4 separate regions of the Sus scrofa genome follow, and regions 1, 3 and 4 are each linked to region 2. Evidence: chromatin contacts called from public HiChIP or PLAC-seq data. All regions are on one chromosome and are shown on one strand. The core of a region is the stretch at or near the end of the contact, and the rest is flanking DNA. Distances in the headings are between cores, read along the strand shown. Region 1 holds the start of LEPROT (leptin receptor overlapping transcript). Region 2 holds the start of PGM1 (phosphoglucomutase 1). Region 3 holds the start of JAK1 (Janus kinase 1). Region 4 holds the start of USP1 (ubiquitin carboxyl-terminal hydrolase 1).

Region 1 (3,323 bases), core at 150-2,649, 1.9 Mb before region 2:
GGCTTACTCTTTTTTTTTTTTCTTTTTTTTTTGGGGGGGGGCTTTTCAGGGCACATGCCATACTAGTGGCATATGGAAGTTCCCAAGCTAGGGGCTGAATCAGAGCTACAGCTGCCAGCCTACGCCGCAGCCACAGCAATGAGGGATCCTTAACCCACTGAGCCAGGCCAGGGATGGAGCCCACATCCTCATGGATACTAGTTGAATTCATCTCCGCTGAGCCACAATGGAAACTCCCTGCACTAGCTTCAAATGGTTATATTACACAGAGGACAGTGTCCAAGTAAATTATGTTTACTAATTAATGCCACATGTAAAAGTCAGCCAGAAAATGCGTCTGCTGCTAACAGTTTACACACACAGATAAATTTCATCATAAACTCATGCCTGGGTACAAATACACCCGGACGAATGTTTAGGCACATGCCGATTAACTGGAGAGGGAAGATCTTTGGGTATAAATTTCAAGGCTAGAACGCCAACGTAGAAACAAGTTATGCTACTCTATTCAAAAGATCAGAAATCAAAAGGCGTCTTACCAAACCAAAAGGATGACTTCCGACCTCTCCCAGTCACATCCCCAGTCCCTCTGAAGGCACGTAGATGAGGGAACTGGTGTTTTTGGTACCCTCTTTTTTAAAATCAAATGCCCCATCCAAAAGCAAGTACAGCGCAAACACTATCTTCTTGTCTGTCCATAAATGAATAAACACTGATAAAAGGGGCGATCAACGTGCACCCATTCTCCACAGTTACGAGAAACAGCATTTCAGGGTGCTTTCTGCTGACACCCGCTTGAAGCCAACTCTGCCCAACTGGAAAAATCATTAGGAACAACATATTTCAGTGTCCCAATTCCGGGAACACTGGAGACAATGGCTCCTCTGGAAGAAATGGGAAACTCAGCGAAGTTGCAGGAAAAGGGAAGAGAGGCGTTAGGATGGACATGTCAGGAAGTGAAAACCTAGTTTAAAACTCGGCATAGGAGCGGGTGGGACGACGCTCCAAGGAACTGGGACGGAGCAGGGAGGTGATGCCTCCACGGCTAGCCAGGATCTCCCAGCGAGGGCTCCGCGTGGAGCGTCCCGGAGACGCGGGAGAAAGCACTCAGACTAGCAGTCTTGCAGAAAAAAGGGTGAGGTTGCCCGAAACACGCCTCCACCCGCACCCCAAGGGGCCAAGGGAGCAGGAGAGCTCCTTCCCACCCAGAGAGGCGAGCAGGGTGACGGGTCTGGGGGAAGCCGTTCCCCGCCCACGCGCTGAAGGCGCAGCTCCAGGCTTAGCCCGGAGCCGAGGCACAACCCCACCAAAGGACCAGCGAGCCGGGGACCTCCGGTGTACCTTTAACGCCAGCCATGTCTCCCGAGTTGGGGCCGCGGCTGCTTCCGGTTTCCTGCCGCGGCCGTGGCCCCCGCCCAGACCCGGCCCAGGGCCGTACCTTGGGTCCCAAGCCCGCCCCGCCACGCATAGCTCCACCCCTGCTGATCCTCCCTCGGCCCAACCACTCAGAGCCCCGCCCTTGATGGGCTCCACCCCCAGCCACTCAGAGGCCCTTCACTGCTGGTCCCGATCTCCTCCCGCCCGCCACTCAGGGCCTGCCCCTGCTGGTCCCTATCTCCTCCGGCCGCACTATTCAGAGCCCCGCCCTTAATGGTCTCCACCCCTCCGCCTCGCAAAGCCCCGCCCCCGCTGGACCTCGCTCCGTCCAATCAGAGCCCCACCCCTGCAGGTCCGGCTCTCCTCCCGCCCAGTCACTCAGAGCCCCGCCCCTGACAGTCCAGCTCTCCAACCTAGCCGCACAGAATCCGCCCCTGCTGGTACCTATCTCCTCCAGCCGTGCCACCCAGAGCCCCGTCCTGCTCTCTTAGGGTTACCCCGACCTTGATCCCCGAGCTCTCCCTCTAGGTCCTGAGCTTCTGCATAATTCCCGCCCTGGTTCATCCTTTTCAGAAGGAGGCTCAGAAAGGATAGGACTTGCCTGCTTCACACAACTCTTTGCAGGAGGTTGGATTATGGGCCACTTACCCCTCTTTCTAGCTGAGAACCCCTCCATTTTACGGTGCTGCTCCTCTTCGATTACTTTTTCTTAATTTTACACAGGATTGAAAGATCGAGGGGTTCGTGGAGAATCCGGCTCCCCTTGCTACATAAGTACAAATTTTCACCACCACCACCTTTCAGGCTCACTACTCTGCTTCCTTTCTCAAAACTGTACATTGAGCACATTATTGTCAACTTCTCTTTCCCTATGTTGAGTTAAAGCATTCAGGGAAAACTCTCCACGGCCCCAAACTGGAAGCCTGGATTTCTAGCTACCTTACTGAAACACAAAGCTGCCCTCAGGAGGAAGCCTCTTTCCCCTGATTGGTGAGAATTTCCTATGGGGTCAAATCTCCTGTTTCCCTTTTCATCCCCAAGCACCCAGCCGTGTCTAGGAAAACTATGTAAGGGTTTCTTGGGACCTTCCACGTCAGCCTGAGGCTAGTCTCAAGAAGGAGAAATGATTTTGAAGAAAAATGACCTTACTTCAGAGGCACAGCTTGGTCTGAATGCCTCAGGCTTAGAAGAAACTGAAAGATGGTGAGATGCAAAAAGATAAGGTGTTTGCTCCAGGGTAATGACGAGAATCAGAAAAATGCAGAGACAGTATTTGTCTCCAACTTTCCTTTTCAGTTTATGAAGCTCTTTAGAGAGAAAACCATCTTGCCAGAGGTTTTAGCCATCTCCTGAGAAAATCTGTTTTCCTCTCGCCAGATGATGTTCACTGAAAAATTGTTCTTCCACTTACCCATTTTATGTTTCCCCGAGAATGAGTCACCAAAAACAGAAAGTAAAGCCTTAGAAGCTGAGTCCTATCCCTTAACTTGCTGTTAGTACGTTACTTGGAAGAATAAGATCCATGTCCTCTGTCACACTGCCTAGGACTACAGAGGACTTTATGGGTAATTTTTTATTTATTTATTTAATTTAATTTTTTTAATTTTTAGGGCTGCACCCGTGGCATATGTAAGTTCCCAGGCTAGGGGTCTGATCAGAGCTACAGCTGACGGCCTATACCACAGCCACAGCAATGCAGGATCCGAGCCGCCTCTGCGACCTATACCACAGCTCACGGCAACGCTAGATCCTAACCCACTGAGCGAGGCCAGGGATCAAACCTGCGTCCTCATGGATACTAGTTGGATTCGTTTCCTCTACGCCACAACGGGAACTCCTGGATCAATTTTTATATTCCCTCCTTCCATCCAATTCTCTCACACTAGGAACCAGGTTTTACTATCTCCACTTTACAGATGGGAAAACTACAGCTCAAATAGTATCTC
Region 2 (3,393 bases), core at 558-3,057:
AGCACATCTCCTGTGTCTCAGGAACTGCAGACACAGTTTCTGTGGAACTTGCCTAAGCGTCAGTTTTCTCATTGGTAACTTGAAGCTGCCCATAATAGCATCGACCTCACAGGGCAGCAGGAAGATAAATGAGATCCGGCAAGCGAAGGGCTTCTCTCACAGGGCTTGGCAAAATGGCACTCAATATGTTAATAAGAGAAATAAAGTACTGCTAAAATGGATTTAAAAAAAAAAATTACTAAAGGGGATGAGTTCCAGAAGAGGTTGAGTGTAAGTCAAACCTTATGTGAAACACAGAAAACCACAACAAAAACTCGTTTGCTAAAATGGATTTTAAAAAAAAACAAAAACACAAAAAACACATTACTAAAGGGGATGAGTTCCAGAAGAGGTTGAGTATAAGTCAAATCTTATGTGAAACATAGAAAACTACAACAAAAACTCACTAGAAAACTTTTTTAAAACAGTGAGTGAACGTTCAGTCCCCATTTACCTACTTTATAAACCCACACTTTCGCATACGTCCTAGGTTTACTGAAAAATCTGCTTCAGTTTCACCTGAGTGGACGTGCCTAAAGTCAGTTAACATCCTCTAGCTGCGCAGGCGGCGGAGGAAGCAAAGGGTTGCGTTAATTTCCTGCCCTGCCACGACTGCTTACGGAAGAGCGCCCTTGGCCAGGCAGTTTCTGATCTAATGAAATTTCAGCTCCAGCCGCCTCTGTGGAACAGATCCAGAGACAACACCGGGAAAAGACGAGCCCTTTCAAAAGCCTGTGCCCCAGCAACCAGGCCGCCTAAGGGCAGAAGCTCGGTCCCAGCAAACCAGGGGATGGGGAACGAGGCTTGGTAACCGCCCCCTCGGATCTGCCCTTTGGACCGCTGAGGGGAGGGTGCCCAAAGCCTCCGGCTCGCAGCCAGCGGGAGGCTCCAGTCCCAGACCAGAATAGCCGGCATCCGGCGGGATGCAGGGGGTTCTGAGCAAAGCGGCGGCCTCTAACCTTTCCCGGCCAAGGCGACTGCCCTCTGCTCGGTAACTGTATCTTCGCCGGCAAGAAAGGTTAACGTAAATGTCAGAGGCCAGAACAGCAACGGGGGGGAGGGGAGAGAGGGAGGGGCAGGAGGCGGAGGGTCCGGCCTCCCAAGGTCAAGCCCAGCGCCTCGGCTCGCGCCCCGGGGGGCGGGGGGAGGATGGGAGGAGCGGTCAGAGGAGCGGCTCTGCCCCGCGGGGCGGCCCCTCTCCGGCCCGCGGCCCCGGGCGGGCAAGAGCGAGCGCGGAGGACGTGTGGGTGGAGACTGCGGCGGCCGCGCGCGGAAGTGGCCCCGCGGGAGCGAGGCAGGAGGCGGACGACGCCGGCGACCGAGGACGGGGCGCGTCCCTTACCCCGTTGGCGGCGGCGATGCGGACGATGAGCTGGATGGCCTCCTTCATGTAAAACCTGCCGTCCCCGCCCACCACCAGGGTGGCCTCCTGCCGATGCGCCGGCTCCACGGTGGAGATGATACTCTGGATGAAATTCTCCGCGTAGTTGGCGCTGCTCTGAAACACCTTCACCCGCTTCCGCAGCCCGCTCGTGCCCGGCTTCTGGTCTTGATACGCCTTGGTCTTAACGGTCACGATCTTCACCATGGTGGCGGTTTGCTTTCTGGGGCCGGAGCGGACTCTGCCAACCGGGGGACGGCCGGGACTGTGGCTGCGGCTGCTCTGGGGTGAGGGCGCGGACCGGGTCGGGGCAGCGGCAGCTCCCTCGGCCTTGCTCGTCCCTCCTCCTTAAAGGGACAGGGCCCTCCCTCCGCGGCCAGCCCACCTCCTTGCAGGTCGGAGAGGGAGGGGAATAGGGAGCGCCCACCCCTAGGCCTCGGGTGAGATGGGTGGAGCCTTTCGAGGTACCCTCCCCCCGGTAAACCAATCACTGTAAAGAGAAACCCGCAACGCCTCCCCTAAGTGAACGTGCGGAGCTTAGGGTAGGGACTGGGTCACAGGGCAAAGACTTTGAGACAGCGGGAAAAACAGAGACGGGACAGCCGGACTTAGAAGACTTAGGAAGCTTCCACTCACGACTATTTTCTATTTCGTGATGGTGTGAAAACAATAAGTATTCAGTAGTAACCGTACCTTTCATTTTGATTTTTGATCTTTTCCTGGGCTGGCACTATGCAGTACATGTTCTCTCCGTACCCTCAGACGCAGCTCGCGATCAGCCACCTGATCAGGAGGATAAAGAGTCCCATACACTTAGACCCATTCTGTACCCGTACCATTATTCTATTTTTCCCTTTCAGTACAGTGTTCGATAAATTACATGAGCTATTCAATACTTTTATTATAAAACAGGATTTGTGTTAGATGAATTTGCTTAACTGAAGGCTACAGTATTTTGAGCCCATTTAAGGTAAGCTCAGCTAAGCTACGGTGTTTGTAGGTTAGTGTTTTCCCCTTACGATATTTAGAACTTAGGATGGGTTTATCCAGAAGTAACCTCGTCCTAAGTGGAGGAAGATCTGTATGTTTTCCTGTGGTTTAGCTAGAGTTTCATGCGTAAATAACTTTATGGAAACACTTCTGAGGGATAAAAATGTCAGCCTTAGCCCGATTTTATGACTCCTTATTCTTTCTATTCTCTCTCTAAATATTAAGAGTATTTGTGTTAGAAAAAGGAGTCAACTCCAAAGGTCTGATTCAACCTACTACTTTTTACTGACAGACCACACACTTTATTTCCATTGGGTTTGCATACTAGGGTGGGCATACTAATAGGTAAGATTTATTGAATATAATGTTTCTGAAGTACAGGTTTTATTTTTTCCCTATTTTATGCTTGCAAAACTGAGAGACGAAAAATGACCTGTCACGGCCACAGAGATAAGTACTTGTAGGAGGCCAGCTCAGGTGGGTGTGGCTCCAAACCCAGGTCTCTTGCAATCATTTGCCTGCCTGTCACCAGATTTGAGAACTAGGAAATGTACAGGTAAGGCTTGATAAACGTATGTACAAATACAAGGTAAGGGTGAGTATTATTGCCATCAAAATAAGTCAGTTATTCATGCAGTAGAAAATTAGGGAAGAGATCAAAAAGGACCAGGGTGGCCGTGAAAGGTTGGAGCATAGAGTCAAAGAAAGAGACTCAGTTGTTACGTAGGAATCTTCAGTCTTTTAGGTTCAGCGTCTCCCTTGATTTGGTGAGAGTGATGGCCTCCTCTGCTTAAGAAATGTTATCATTTGTAAGATGGGTGAGCCAGGGAAAGCTAGTTAATAATCTGTGGGTACCCATCTCTTTACTCTAAAATGGACATAAACCCAGTCTTAGAGAATTTCTGCAAGAATTAGCAGGGTTTTGTATGTCAGTAGTTCTCAATCATGGATACACAGTAGACTCACCTGAGACACTTTTGAAA
Region 3 (3,222 bases), core at 151-2,650, 1.5 Mb before region 2:
ACTTGCACTCAAACACTTACTTACAAGGTAGGCAGCTGGCCCCATCTTGCCACCTGATTCTCTTGTATTCTCTGTTAGCTCTGCTATCCCCTTCTAGAAGGCCACCCTGGAGATTGGGTAGTCTGCCCCTTAGCTCTTATCCGCAAACTGTGAGTTGTTTAGGGTAACACAAGTGGTTAATGGAGGGAGCTAGACCTAAAACCCAGAACTCCAGTCAAATGCTCTTTTCACGCACCTGCACCACCACATGAGCACTTGCTCGGAATGAAGTAAGCTGCAGTAACTCCCATGCCTTCAGGCAGGAATCCTCCTGCAGGGTTAGTGGAATCAGGGCATATGGGGAAGCCTAACTGCGCAGTGAGCTGAGCTGCAGAGGTCTGACCATGCATCTGAATGAATCTGCCTAGGCAGATTCTCATCCAAAGATTTCTGGAGAGAAGGTACTGGAGTATTTTAAGCATGGGAGTGAATGGAACACATGAAATTTTCAAAGCTCACAGTGTAGAATTAACTGGAGACTGGATTAAATACAGAGTGACAATTTAAGAGATGTTTATGCTCTTTCAGATGAGAGATGGTGGCAGCTAGGCTCATGTTGTTGAAACACTTAAGAGAAACAAGTGGACTGGAGACCTATTTAGGAAGTAAAATCATGATTTAGCTGTAGACTGCCTATGGGGTATGAATCCTGGCTGGGGTGTGACGTTGACTAAGAAGACTTAATTTGTTTCCTCATGGATAAAATGAAGATAAAACCCATTTTAAGGGATTTGGTAAAAAAAAAAAACCCGAAAATCGCTAGACCCACATTAAATATCAACAAATGCTTTTATTACTATGTATGAAAAATTTTTTTATTTTGAGACCTTTAAATACAGAATGGGTAGGACCCAAAGTGACTTGTCAACATTGTTAGATTTATTTCTCGTTAAGTTCATGTTAGTCTCGTGCTCCACAAGCTCGGCCTCTCACTCGGTGGGAACAGGGGTCAGAGAACTGTGAGAAATGAATCTCGGCGCACTAACATGTGGTGGAGGGCACTCCAAACTCGGGAGGGGTCCACCTATGGCCACATCCTGACCGTTTCATCTTCTGGGCTCGCAGACCCGTCATCCCTATATGGGTGTTCCTAGGAGACCGTGTTAAAAAGAAGCAAGCGACTGAAGGGCGAGGGCGTGAGCGAAGCCAGGTGGGGGCGGGGCGGGAAGGCAGGAGGCGCTGGCTCCTGGACCGGGGCTGGTGGCTGTGCCACCGCCTCCTCCGCGGTCCCCGCCCCTCTTTCCGGGGCTGCCGCGTGTGACGTCACGAGGAGGCGGGACTGGCCGCGGGGTAGGCGGGGGCGAGCCGCGGGGCGGGGCGGGAGGCGGGTGCGTCGCCTTGCGCAGGCCGCGGCGGCCGCGGAGTAGCGAGCTGCGGCGGACTACCCCGGCCCGTGTCCCAGATCTGATAACGCGCCCCGCGCCCCCTTCTCAGCCCCCGGCGCGTGCACGCCGGGGCCCTGCGGGGCTGGCCACTTAGGGAGCGGGCGGCCGGACCCCGACCGGCGCAGCGACCCGGAGCTCTCCCAGCCCAGGCGCACACGGAAGTGGTGAGTGTCACTGAGTGGAGGTGGAGGAGCCTGCGGCGGCCGCGGGCGACAAGAAGAGGGGCGCGGAGCCCGGCGCTTGCGGGAGACGCGGCCGCGGCTGTCGGGCCTCGCGCGCCGCTCACCCCGGGTCGCTCTGTGAGCGCGGCGCCGGAGCCGGGGGCCGGGCCCGGCCCGGCAGGGGTGGGGGCGAGCGGGGGCGGGCGGGGAAGGCGGGGGATTTCCAGCCAAATGGAGCCGTCCGGCGGCGGGGAGGTTAGGGGCCAGGACTACCAGGCCCTAAGGGGAAAGGTTAAGGTTTGCCGCCCCCTCCTCCAGAGCGCACGCCAAGTTTTCATAAACAAGCCTGAAACGCGCTGACATCCTGTTTATACCACCCTGAGATACAGGCGCTGGCTTGAGGTTTGACGTCCCTCGCTGTTGCGCGGTGAACTTGACCGCCAGCCCTTTGGCAGAATTGCCGGGGAGCGGGGGGCGGGGGTGCCGGGAGGAGGATTTTTCAGGCCTCTGGACCGAGGCTCGGGGTCTTAGGCATTTGGCTTCCTTGCCATCTAGGCGAGGGAAAGTTTCTGGGATTTGGGGCCCTATTTGGGGCAGGGGGCGTGTAAGGGACTCAGGAAACGCCCCCTCCCCTTGTCGGTTCCGTTGGGACTCTGGCCCTAGGCATCCAGCGAAAAGTGCGAAAGTCGCACCCTGGGTGTCGCCAGGGAAGAGGAACAGAGCCACTCGGGGAATTGTGAATCCGACTGTAAAGGGACTGGTTAGCCCGAACTGGGGCTGATCTCTGGTTCCTTGGCGAACTCCTCAGACCCCATCCGCGTGCGGTCGCCAAGCATGAAAGGGAGATGTCGCTTTTGCAGGATTAATAAACACCCCTCTCAAGTCACTCCTCTAGGTTCCAGGGATGTGGGCTCCTTAGATGTGTGTTTCCCCTAAAGGAACTTCTTTAAGGGACTAAATAAAGGCTATGATTATTGCCAGGTGTTGGTGCCCATTTTTTTTTTTTTTGGTATAATTGTATATTCTCTGAATTCCTGTGTGCCGTGGGGAAAAGGATCCCGTCCTCCGTACCACTTCTCTTTGTACCTGGTTCTGAGCTGTCTTCTGCCTGGTTGGAGATATATATATATATATATATTTTTTTAAAGAGTCCAGGGTTTTTCTCTCAGTGACAGGAATTTACAGCTGTATAAAATTGTCGTTTTTTTTTGGAGGAGGAAAGCATTAAAAGTCTGGCATTGTTAAGGCATGATTATAATGCAGAAACAATTAGCCGTGGTCATGGAATGTTGGCTTTTTTAAATTTTAATTTCCTTTTTAGAAAATTCAGTTACAGGCCTATACCCAGTGGAAAAAAATGTTAAGATGAGCATTTAATATTGATTAAATCTTTGTTCCTCCCTTTCCAAAACTCCATTTTGTGTCGTTTCTGGCTTTTGCTTTGGGTGACTGATGTTTTTCAAGACCAGGGAGTTGTTTTTATTGAAGGATCAATGTGTTCTTTTGTACTTTGTGGTGAAGGTTAATGGAGACTGCGAGGGTACCAGACACTTTGGGTACAATATGCATTGTGATATGGAGAAAATGTCTCCTATGTATAGATCCAGATCACATTTAAAGACGTAAGTGCATCATAC
Region 4 (2,998 bases), core at 384-2,883, 1.1 Mb after region 2:
ATCTGATTTCTCTAAAAGACAAAGTAACCCGACTTACATATAAACATAAGAAAAAAATGGCCAGGCAGCTAAAATAACTACCAATCCTAATCAATAAACCAATCCTCCAGGCTCCTTCAAGCAGTGATTTAACATGACCTAGTTAATCTAACATTTGACCAGGTGCCGTGCCTTATGCTGCACCATTTCTTGCTCCCGCCTGTCCTTATCACTGGGGTTTGCTACAACAAAAATGTTTCTCCCGTAATCTAAATCCGGTTTCGCAGAACCCACGATAAATCGAACATTGCATGTTACTGAACAAGTGACAGTGTGAACACTAAGTCCTATTCGTCTTAAGCGGCCTCCTTCACAAGGTGGTACGACTTAATTGCAACTTTCCACGAAAAACGTAACATAAGGAGAACATTCCCAACAAAGGTTTAAGACACGTGGCATTCTAAATACTTGTTAAAAAAAAAAGAAGTAAAAGTTTAAACTGCGCGGTAAAATGCAGCAATCCCGACCCAGGACAACGCGAGCGAAAACATTCCTTGGCGCTACCCCGCACTCTCTAGGAACGGAAAGGAAAGCGAAAAGACGGGATGGGGTCTGTGCCCGTGCCCGTGAGGACGCCACGGGCCCGGCGGGAGGCGTCTTGAAGCAGGACCGCAGCTCCGGGACCCTCGCCCGCGGAGCTGGCCTATTTACGCCCGGCCCGCACCTGCCTTGAGTCCCCGGCGGCGGCAGGAGGGCGCCCCGCCCGCTGCACGGAGCTCGGCGGCGGCGCTGCACCCACGAAGCCGAGGTCCTCCCCGCGGCCCCCTCGGGCGCCGGCCCCACCTCCACAGGCCCTCCTTACCTGGTCATGGCCCAAAGCGAGGTCCGCGGCGGTGACGCCGACAAGTCCAACCAGGCCGAGCGTGGGTGCCACAGGTGAGCCCCTGCCCCGAGCCCGCGGGGGCCCCCCGACCCAAGGAAAAGCTGGTCGGATCGCCCTCCCCGCGGGGGAGTGACCATTCGCTCTGAAGAGCGGGAACCCGGGCTGCCGCTCGGTCCTGCCCGGCGCCCGCACCAACTACATCCCCGGAGCGGCGCCCGCCCGCGCCCGCCCCCGCCCCGGGACGGCAAGGAGCGCCAGAAGCAGCTCCGCTCGCCCGGCGTCCTAACCGCTAGGGTCTTCCTCACTCCACCACCGACGGGAACTTGGCGCGTTTTCCTCAGTCTCAGGACCCCCGTGTTTTAGCCTCCGCCCGCGCCAGCGCTGCGATTGGAAGTGGTGTCCTGCGAAAGTGCCGGTTCTAGTCTCCACGCGGTGGAGACGCGAAAGGCCAGAGCCGCCTCGAGACCGCCACTCGCCCCTTGGCCCGCACGGGCTCCGGAACCAGCTGGAACGGTAGTTGCCTCAAGCTCGTAACGGGTTCTGCAGTTTCAAACAGCGCAGGCAGCGTCACGGGCAGCTCGCGCGGGTCCTCGCTGAGGGCGCGCGCTTAGGAGCGAGAGGCCTGGCTGGCGGGCTCCAGCCTCACACCCTTTTTTTTTTTTTTTTTTTTAACCATTCGTGCGCGAGAGTTGAGGGGAAAGCGTACGGGTCGGGAAACAGGACAGAGAGGTGGGATGGACTCCCTGCTCGGGAAGGAGCCGCCAGGTGCTCAAATCCACCAATCCGTAATGAACAATCCCCCGTGCCGCCTAAGAGGAGCCAATCAAAAGTACCTAGACAAAAGCGAACTGGGTGGGCGGGGAAAGGCAGTCCACCCAATACAAAAAAAAGACAGGAGGGCTTCAGCCAATCATTGTTGGCCATAGAGAGTGTTCTTCAGACGCCGTTCTCCTCCCGCTCTCATTGGCGCTCGAGTGCGCGCTTTCGCTGCCGACTGTTAAATCTTGGTCTGCGTTTTGTGAATCCCAGAAGGTGGGACGCCAGCGAGGGTGCGGTTTCCGGAGAGGGGCCCTCACAATAAGTCCCGCCTCCGTTTCATGCGTACACACTCGGGCGGGGTTACTCGGGAGATTAGTTTCGGAAAATGGCTGACCGCCTCGCTTGCTGCTGTGCGCCCGAATCGCAGCCCCAGCCCCCGGGCCATCCAGTAAAATAATTGCCGCCATGAAAAATAGTAAATTCTCAACCGAACGGTGCAGAGCCGAGGCTCCTTCCTCAGCCCTTCCACGCGTTATTTTCTCCTCTTTACCCTTTCCCCTCCCCACCGACGTCTCTTGTTGTCTCCGGACGACGAGGAGACTAAAGAGCATTCTTAACGCCCGGCTCTGGCTGGGGGAGCTTCGAGGGGTTCTTGCGCGAGGCCTTACTAATGGGCTCAAAACACGGCAAGGCAGGCCTTTCCATAGCTTCTGCTTCCGTCCCTGTTTGTATGCCTACCTCGGAGGCGAGGTGATCTCACAAAGCAAGTGGAAAACAGGATAAGTTCAGTGCAAATTCATTTAACTAAGCCTGTTTTTAGGTGCTTGATGTGCCAGGCACTTTTCCAGGCGCCAGGGATACGGCGCGAATGAACATTAACTGCTCCAAAGGGGCTTTCCCTTCTAGGCAGGGTAAATGCAAAGCTAAAATGAGATAAAATAATATGAGTGATAGGAGAGGAAATAAGGAGGGTGCTGTTCTAGGTACCACAGTCAGACATTTGAGTAGAAAACTAAATGAAGACACAGCCAGCCTTGGCCGAATCTGAGGGAGGAATGGTCCCAGCAAGGAGAAAGGTAAGTTATAAAAGTCTTCAGGCACTTGGCGTTCTGGAAAGAAGGCAGGGAGGCCAAGGAGCTTAGAGCGCAGTGAACTTAAGTGCGGAAGATTGTGGGACGTGAGATCGGCGACACTGGGCAGGGCTCTGGTTAGGTAAGGAGACGGGAATCACTTGACGGTTTGAAGCTGGGGAGTGGCGTGATCGGTTAAGTGACTGCTCGTGGTGGACAGACTGCTGACCTTCAAAACTGCAAGCTGGAAGGTCACCTAGGAGGCTATTTCTGCTGCCCAGGGAAAAAATTATGGGGGCTTGGGATA

The links. HiChIP or PLAC-seq counts read pairs in DNA pulled down with a chosen protein or histone mark.
Region 1: an H3K27ac HiChIP or PLAC-seq map of alveolar macrophages shows a contact between it and region 2. The contact joins the promoter of LEPROT here to the promoter of PGM1 in region 2. A contact is called at or near these places in 2 of 47 Hi-C or Micro-C datasets (embryonic fibroblasts and heart right ventricle) and 1 of 2 datasets of contacts at active chromatin or transcription factors (alveolar macrophages).
Region 3: a contact with region 2 is called in an H3K27ac HiChIP or PLAC-seq map of skeletal muscle, with 5 times the contacts expected there. The contact joins the promoter of JAK1 here to the promoter of PGM1 in region 2. A contact is called at or near these places in 2 of 2 datasets of contacts at active chromatin or transcription factors (alveolar macrophages and skeletal muscle).
Region 4: a contact with region 2 is called in an H3K27ac HiChIP or PLAC-seq map of alveolar macrophages. The contact joins the promoter of USP1 here to the promoter of PGM1 in region 2. A contact is called at or near these places in 1 of 47 Hi-C or Micro-C datasets (liver) and 1 of 2 datasets of contacts at active chromatin or transcription factors (alveolar macrophages).

The regions. Positions count from the first base shown.
Region 1 is chr6:146,985,862-146,989,184 of Sscrofa11.1, forward strand. LEPROT (leptin receptor overlapping transcript) reads right to left here and starts at 1,400. Exons shown (of 4, transcript NM_001145388.1): 1 at 1,342-1,400. The coding sequence starts at 1,357.
Region 2 is chr6:148,911,630-148,915,022 of Sscrofa11.1, forward strand. PGM1 (phosphoglucomutase 1) reads right to left here and starts at 1,808. Exons shown (of 12, transcript NM_001246318.1): 1 at 1,382-1,808. The coding sequence starts at 1,627.
Region 3 is chr6:147,427,676-147,430,897 of Sscrofa11.1, forward strand. It overlaps JAK1 (Janus kinase 1), which reads left to right and starts at 1,401. Exons shown (of 25, transcript NM_214114.1): 1 at 1,401-1,588.
Region 4 is chr6:149,984,313-149,987,310 of Sscrofa11.1, forward strand. USP1 (ubiquitin carboxyl-terminal hydrolase 1) reads right to left here and starts at 1,634. Exons shown (of 9, transcript XM_021096553.1): 1 at 842-1,634.